Linked DNA regions of Anas platyrhynchos: region 2 is linked to region 1. Evidence: chromatin contacts called from public Hi-C data. All regions are on one chromosome and are shown on one strand. The core of a region is the stretch at or near the end of the contact, and the rest is flanking DNA. Distances in the headings are between cores, read along the strand shown. Region 1 overlaps KIFC3 (kinesin family member C3). Region 2 overlaps CNGB1 (cyclic nucleotide gated channel subunit beta 1).

Evidence for each region. A called contact is a pair of places that touch in the nucleus more often than the background predicts.
Region 2: a Hi-C map of liver shows a contact between it and region 1, with 2.6 times the contacts expected there. The contact joins two enhancer-like sites. A contact is called at or near these places in 3 of 8 Hi-C or Micro-C datasets (liver, skeletal muscle and subcutaneous adipose tissue).

Annotation. Positions count from the first base shown.
Region 1 is chr12:11,267,187-11,270,617 of IASCAAS_PekinDuck_T2T, reverse strand. KIFC3 (kinesin family member C3) reads left to right here. Exons shown (of 20, transcript XM_072043683.1): 15 at 607-730; 16 at 1,233-1,362; 17 at 1,446-1,675; 18 at 1,966-2,100; 19 at 2,187-2,295; 20 at 2,877-3,431. The coding sequence ends at 2,902. Among named protein-coding and RNA genes, the nearest start is that of KIFC3, 15 kb to the left of the region's middle. Within about 2 kb of position 1,302, at least 2 of the 8 cell types and tissues checked have an H3K27ac peak or open chromatin away from gene starts, as enhancers often do.
Region 2 is chr12:11,301,229-11,304,650 of IASCAAS_PekinDuck_T2T, reverse strand. CNGB1 (cyclic nucleotide gated channel subunit beta 1) reads left to right here. Exons shown (of 32, transcript XM_072043826.1): 19 at 189-368; 20 at 1,152-1,360; 21 at 2,256-2,306; 22 at 2,421-2,507; 23 at 2,853-2,917; 24 at 3,144-3,266. Among named protein-coding and RNA genes, the nearest start is that of KIFC3, 19 kb to the right of the region's middle. Within about 2 kb of position 1,795, at least 1 of the 8 cell types and tissues checked has an H3K27ac peak or open chromatin away from gene starts, as enhancers often do.

The sequences.
Region 1 (3,431 bases), core at 53-2,552:
ATGTAAGGATTTTTATTTATTTATTTATTTTCCCCAGCGCATGCCGCTCGTTCAAAGAGCTTGTCTGGGACCACTCCCAGCTCCCTCCTCCCTTGAGCTCCTTCTGCTTATATGGGCTCCCTCTGGCTCTGACTCCTGCCTTGTCTTCCTCTGGCGGGTTTGAAACGCCTCCCCTGTGCCCCTGGCTCCCCAGCCTCTGGCTGTTATATTTAGAAGCTGCACGCTGGGAGCTGAGAGAATGAGAAACATTTTCCTTCCCTGCCCGCGGCCCTGCCTGGATGCTGGCAGTGGGAGGCAGCTGGGAGCTGCGGGGGGGGGATGGCAGCAGCCGCTGCTCTCAGGGACCAGCAGAGGCCCTAGCAAAGATGCCCCAAGCGCACATCTGCTCCTTGTCACATACCTGGCGGGTGCACAGGAAAGCAGCGGGGATGGGGAGGGATGAGGTCTGTAAATAGGCTGTGAAATATCCTGGGAGGAAGTGGCTCCCGCAGAGCTGGAGCAGGGTACTGGGGGCACTGGCAGTGCAGGTGCACAGGCAGCATGGCACACAGCAGGGTGTGGGGGGTGACACGTGCCTGCGGGGCAGTAACGGGTGCTCCTTTCCAGGGACCTGCTGGGGAAGGAGCCCCAGGAGAAGCTGGAGATCAAGCTGTGCCCCGACGGCAGCGGGCAGCTCTATGTGCCCGGGCTGACCGAGTTCAGGGTGCAGAGCGTGGAGGACATCAACAAGGTGAGGGGAGCGGGAGGGTGGCACCGAGTTACTGTGCAGCCCCCCCTTAGGAGGGCTTCAGGGCATGCTAGCGTTTGCCTCTGGGTTCACAGCAACACCAGGAGGGAGCTGGAAGCCCTGCCGGGGTCTCTCTGATGTTACCCCAGGTTCAGAAGCATTTCCGAAGTGCTGGGGAGTGAGAGCCCAGAATAGACCCCTGGGTGGGATACAGCCGACACCCTGCCATGAGACGAGCAGCAGTGCTTTCCATGAGTTGCAGGGGTGTTAAAAATAAATATGTTTGCGGCCTGGGTGGCTGGGGGGGGGATTAGCGGGATACCAACCACCACTGGTTTGTCCTGGCTGCCATTCACCACCTGCCTCCAATGCATCACTGGGGTTGAGGCCGGACAGCATTCATCACCCTGATGGACCTGGGCACCTTTCAGAGCTCTCTGGATACAGGGGCAGGGGCTGTGAGGGGCTTGGGGCAGGCCTGGCCTGACCGCCTCTCTGCCCCAAGGTCTTTGAGTTTGGCCATGTCAAGCGGGTGACAGAGTGCACCAACCTGAACGAGCACAGCTCCCGCTCTCACGCCCTGCTCATCGTCACTGTCCACGGCCTGGACCGCAGCACGGGGCTGCGCACCACAGGTGGGTGCTGGACCCATCGCCAGAGCGTCTGGACGGGGGCTGGCAGCACTGCCAAAAGCTGTGGTGTGGCTCTGTGCTCCCAGGGAAGCTGAACCTGGTGGACCTGGCGGGCTCGGAGCGCGTCGGGCGGTCGGGCGCAGAGGGCAGCCGGCTCCGCGAGGCGCAGTACATCAACAAGTCGCTATCAGCACTGGGGGACGTGATCTACGCCCTGCGCTCCCGGCAGGGCCACGTGCCCTTCCGCAACTCCAAGCTGACCTACCTGCTGCAGGACTCGCTCAGCGGGGACAGCAAGACCCTCATGATGGTGCAGGTAGGGGCTGGGTACCAGGGCCTGCCGCACCAAGCACTGTGGGGGGATGCACAAACTGCTGTAGTTTCCTTGGCTATCCCTAAAGCAGGGGCAGTTGGTGACAGGGATATCTGTCTGGCTCAGATGATAGCTCGGGTGCAGACGCACAGGGCTGTCTCAGGAGCGGCAGGTTAATAATAGCATGACCCCAACATTTGTGGCATTTGCCGTGCTCGAGAGCTGGGGCAGGAGAGCCTGGGAGGGGGGTGGTGGCTGGTGGGCTGACACGCTGCTGCTCCTGCTGGCTGCAGGTCTCCCCCGCCGAGAAGAACACCAGCGAGACGCTGTGTTCCCTGAAGTTCGCCGAGAGGGTTCGCTCCGTGGAGCTCGGCCCCATCTCACGCAAGGCTGAGCTGGCGTCCTGGCCCAGCCAGGAGCAGCTGGAGGTAACCAAGGTGCTGCTGGCACCCTTCCTCTCCGGCTGTCCCCGAAGCACGAGCTGACTGACGGCCACATCTCGTCTTTTCCCCAGGGGGACGTGCCGGGGACCGCAGTATCCTCCAGCCGGGGCCACGCGTCGCCCAGCCCAGGACCACCCAGTGGCCGTGCTACCTCCATCCGCAGGAAGCTCCAGACCTCAGGTGGGTGCTGGGGGGCATCACGGCCCCCGCTCCGTGTCCCTGCTGCTCCTGACCAGCATCCCTCTGGCACAGGAGGCTCCCACCACCAGCCTCGTCCCAGCCAGCTGCTGGCAGTCAAAACCTGAGTAGTGGAGCTAGCTGATCTGCAATCAGCTCGTTAACTGATGGCTAATTAGCTGGTTTGGACTTCCCCAAGAGCACCCTGTCACGGCACAGGGCAATGCAGGGTTGCAAAGCCTCTGCGGGCAGCTCTGGCTGCATGTGGGACATCCGGGGCAGTGACATTGTGGGGCAGCAGCAGTGCCCCCAGCTTGACCCTCTCTTCCCTTCAATTTCAGCCTGAATTAGGGGCAGCTGTGGCTGCCAGGTGAGTGTATGCGGCTGGGAGCCGGTGGAGGGCTCTGCTTCGGCCTGGCTTACCAGCAAGGGCAGGTGTGCTGGGCTGCACCACTTGCAGGGATGCTCGCGGGACCAGCTCACGCGGGGCCTGCCAAAACACCGCTGGCGAGGGCTTGGGCTTGGGCTGTGATGGCCACGGCCTTGGCCTGGCGTGACCCTCGCGTGTCTGTCTCCCCCCCCAGGGAAGCTGAGGCCAGTCCCTGTGTGACAGGTGCTGGCTTCTAGCACCAGGCCCGCTCCAAGACTGGGCTGCTTGCTGGAGAGGGTGAAGGCTTTGGTGCGCTCCCCTCGCCCACCTCAGTGCCCCAGACCCACCAGGATCCGTGACCGGGGGTAGTGGCATCCCTTCCTGCTGCGGCACCTCTTCCCGTGAGACACGCAGCTCTGTGGCTTCTTTCTTGCTGGATGGATGCTTTTAGCCAGGATGGGGAGTGGGAAGCTGCTGGGTGCTCCCTCCACCTCTCCAGCTTTTTTAGGACAGTTGTGGGATCTGGCTGGAGGGATCAGAACTGCAGACAAGCTGGAGCTGAGCTGGGATGCTGCTGCTATGGGAGCCTGGCACAGTCCTGAGGTACAGAATGAGGCACGGGGTGCGCCTGGCGGTGCTGGGCCTCCCAGAAACAAGGTTCTACCCTGCTTCATGTTACGGCCAGGCACCCACCCAGCATCTTCTGGAGCAGCACTTCTGATCTTTGAAGCCAGAAGAAGCCCAGCAACTCCTTTCCCCATCGGTTTCA
Region 2 (3,422 bases), core at 546-3,045, 34 kb before region 1:
GAGGTTTGCAGGTGGTGTTGGTGGCCTTGAGAAGATCGAGAAATAGGAATTGTAATTTGGTTTAATGACCTGGAAGCTGTTTCCCTCTGGGCAGCTCTGGGAGACATGATCTGTAAAGGCATTGTCTTAAACCAAATTGCCCTGAGAAGAATTTCTGCTGTTTAAAATAATCGTGTGGCCTCTCCCAGCCCCTTCCAAGCCAGCGCCCGCAGCACCACCACCGCCCCCCCCGGCAGAAGCACCGCCAGGGGACAAGGCAGCAGATGATGAACACTACTGCGAGATGCTGTGCTGCACCTTCAAGTGCCAGCCCTGGATGGCCCGCCTGAAGAGCTACCAGTTCCCCAGCAGCATCGACCCGCTCACCAGTGAGAGACGAGCGCGGAAGGGCTGGGAGAACCCTGGGTGGGATGGGGAGGGGATGGAGGGGAGCAGGGGACAGCACCAGCTCTGGGATGCCGCGGAGAGCACTGGCACGGGCTGCCCAGAGAAGCTGTGGCTGCCCCATCCCTGGAAATGTTCAAGGCCAGGTTGGATGGGGCTTTGGGGAAGCTGGTCTGGTGGGAGGTGTCCCTGCCCATGGGCCAAGATGCTCTTTAAGGTCCCTCCCAACCGAACCCATTCAATGATTCTACAGCTCAGTTTACGTGTAAGCTAGCTCTAAACTCCTGTGTGAAATCCACGGGCTTTCCTAAATGTTCTCTGATGGCTGCGAGTGCCGGCAGCACCACCAGGTGGAGAAGGAACAGCGTTTTTCTGCTGCTCAGTCTTCATAGAGGGCAAACGCTGAACTCGGCAGGGGAGCCCAGCTCCTTCCTTAGATTAAAAAAAAAAATAAAGTTAGTATTGTGGGAGCAAAGCAAAACCAACTGTGACTGAATCAGCCAAGTTAGAAGAGGCTTTCTGATAAAAAGCAATGTGCTCTGCAGCAGACAGCATTACCTTTGCACCTAGAGCCCAGCTCACCCATCCTTCTGCTGGCCCCTGCTTGCCACTTGCCACCAGATGCTATCAGGAGAAGAACCTGTAGTCTCCTGCAGGTTTCACCCTTGTGCTGGGGGCAGGCAAGGGGTGAAATCCCCTCATATAGTAGGTTTGCATAACCGGGAGGTGTGTGGCCAGCTCGTCAGGGTGTGTTTCCCTGTGCACAGACCTGATGTATGTGCTGTGGCTCTTCTTCGTTGTCCTGGCCTGGAACTGGAACTGCTGGCTGATCCCCGTCCGCTGGGCTTTCCCCTACCAGACGCCATCCAACATCCACTTCTGGCTGCTCGTGGACTACCTCTGTGACCTCATCTACCTGCTGGACATCATCGTTTTTCAGACCCGCCTGCAGTTTGTGCGGGGGGGAGACATAATAGTGAGTGGCAGCGTGCATTGCATCCCACTGAGCTGACACGGCTGTGGGGACATCCCAGCCCCAACACCCCCAGTGGCTGTTGGTGTCTGGATCAGGCTCCAGGCAAACCAGCAGCTCTACCACCACAGCTAGGATTTGCTCTTCATCTTCCCACTACGGCTGGGTGCACTCTGGGAGGACTGCAGACACCTTTCCTGCCGGGGATAAGGTGGCAGTCTGTTTGTCTCCCAGACATATGTATTTTCCCTACAAAATCAGTATCAGGCCATTAGAAAGTGCAGGTCCGTGGTGGTTCCCAGGCCAGGATGTGAGGGTGCTGCTCCTCGGGGCAGTGCTGCCAGCGGGGCGGTGAGCGCGCCGTCCAGCCCTGGCACAGCTGGCAGCCTGCACCCGCTGACAGCAGAACAAACTCAGGGTTTGTTTCCTGGAGCACCGCTAGGCAGAATTCATTAGCAGTAGGACAGAGGTGATTGCCATCTGAATGCATAGCTCATGAGTCTGAGATAAGTGAAAACCTTTGGTTTCGTTTCCACAGGCAATTAAATAATCTGTGAAAAATAAAACCTTGGGGATACAGCCTTCCTGCTGCTCGTGCTCAGACGGGGAGGCTTCTCCTGTGAACTCTGACTTTTGTGGTGCTGCCGCTGCAGTGTGCTTCCTCCAGGGCACAAAATGAGCAAGGGATATCCTGGGCAAGGGTGGGAAGTTGGCCTACAACCAGGTCTGCTGCTCCTCTTGCTCTGCTCCCCAGCACAGTGGGAGCAGGTTCCCGGTTGTGGCACAGAAGGGGAAGGCCATACATGACTGGGTTGGTGGTGACTTTGCTCTCTGCAAGCAATAATCAACCTCTCTCTTTCTCTCTCTCTTTTGCTATTCCCCTGCAATTCCTAACCAGAGTGACAAAAAGGCCATGAAGGAGAACTACCTGCATTCACAGCGCTTTAAGGTCTGGCATAATTTCCTTTATTACTTTGCGTCTTTGATCCACGACATGGCTTGCAGTTCCACCCCGCTGGGCCTGCAGGTTCTGCAGAGGTTTCTCTCTCTGTGTGGGTTTCAGATGGATGTGGTATGCCTCCTTCCCCTGGATTTCTTCTACTTCAAAGTCGGTGTCAACCCGCTGCTGCGTTTTCCCCGCTGCCTGAAGGTGAGTGGGAGCGGGCAGACCCACGCAGCCCCCCGTGCCAAAGGGACACAGAAGGGTCCCTCGTTGGTTTGCGTGGCTGTGGCTTGCCAGAATAATGACAGGACGATGACCAAAGCCCTTGAGGGGCTGTCGGTCAATATTTCAACCTTATTATTCCTACATTTTATTAGAAGGGCATGTGCAGATGGGGCTGTCTGCCCGTGGCCGTTCATGCTGCAGGAGTGAGGCTGGGGGCCAGCCGGGGAGCTTGGCTGTGAGAGGGCTTGGAGCAGGGACGTGCCCTGCTTGCTGGCTCCTTGGGAAGCCGTGGCACACTGGAGCACACTGCTTTCCTTCTCCTCCCAGTACATGGCCTTCTTCGAGTTCAACAACCGCCTTGAGGCCATCCTGAGCAAGGCATACATCTACAGGTGAGCAGCTGAGGAATCGTTCATGGGGCGGGGAGATACTCATTGCTATTTATTACCGAGGAAAGAGGTTCGCTTTGGTGCACACCAGTTCTGGCTTTCCAGCTTACTTCCCCATGTCACTGTACTTGCTGACACAGGCAGTGGTGATGCTCCTGGCTGGCCTTTTCCTCACCTGGGCAGGCACAGAGGGGTGCATTTATTTCTTTTATATTTTTTTTCTTTGCAGAGTGATTCGGACTACTGCCTATTTACTGTACAGCTTGCATGTGAACTCCTGCCTCTATTACTGGGCATCGGCCTATGAAGGACTGGGCTCTACCACCTGGGTCTATGATGGGGAAGGAAACAGGTACAAGCCAAGGCTCAGGTTCCCATGTAGTACGGCACACTGTGATGAATGGGAGCAAGAAAGGAGATGGTTGGATGCTGCTGGGTTCATAAAAATCTCTGAGGAAAGGCCTGGGGAGTCCCAGGAGAAGATGTGGCACCAGCGAGAATGACAGGG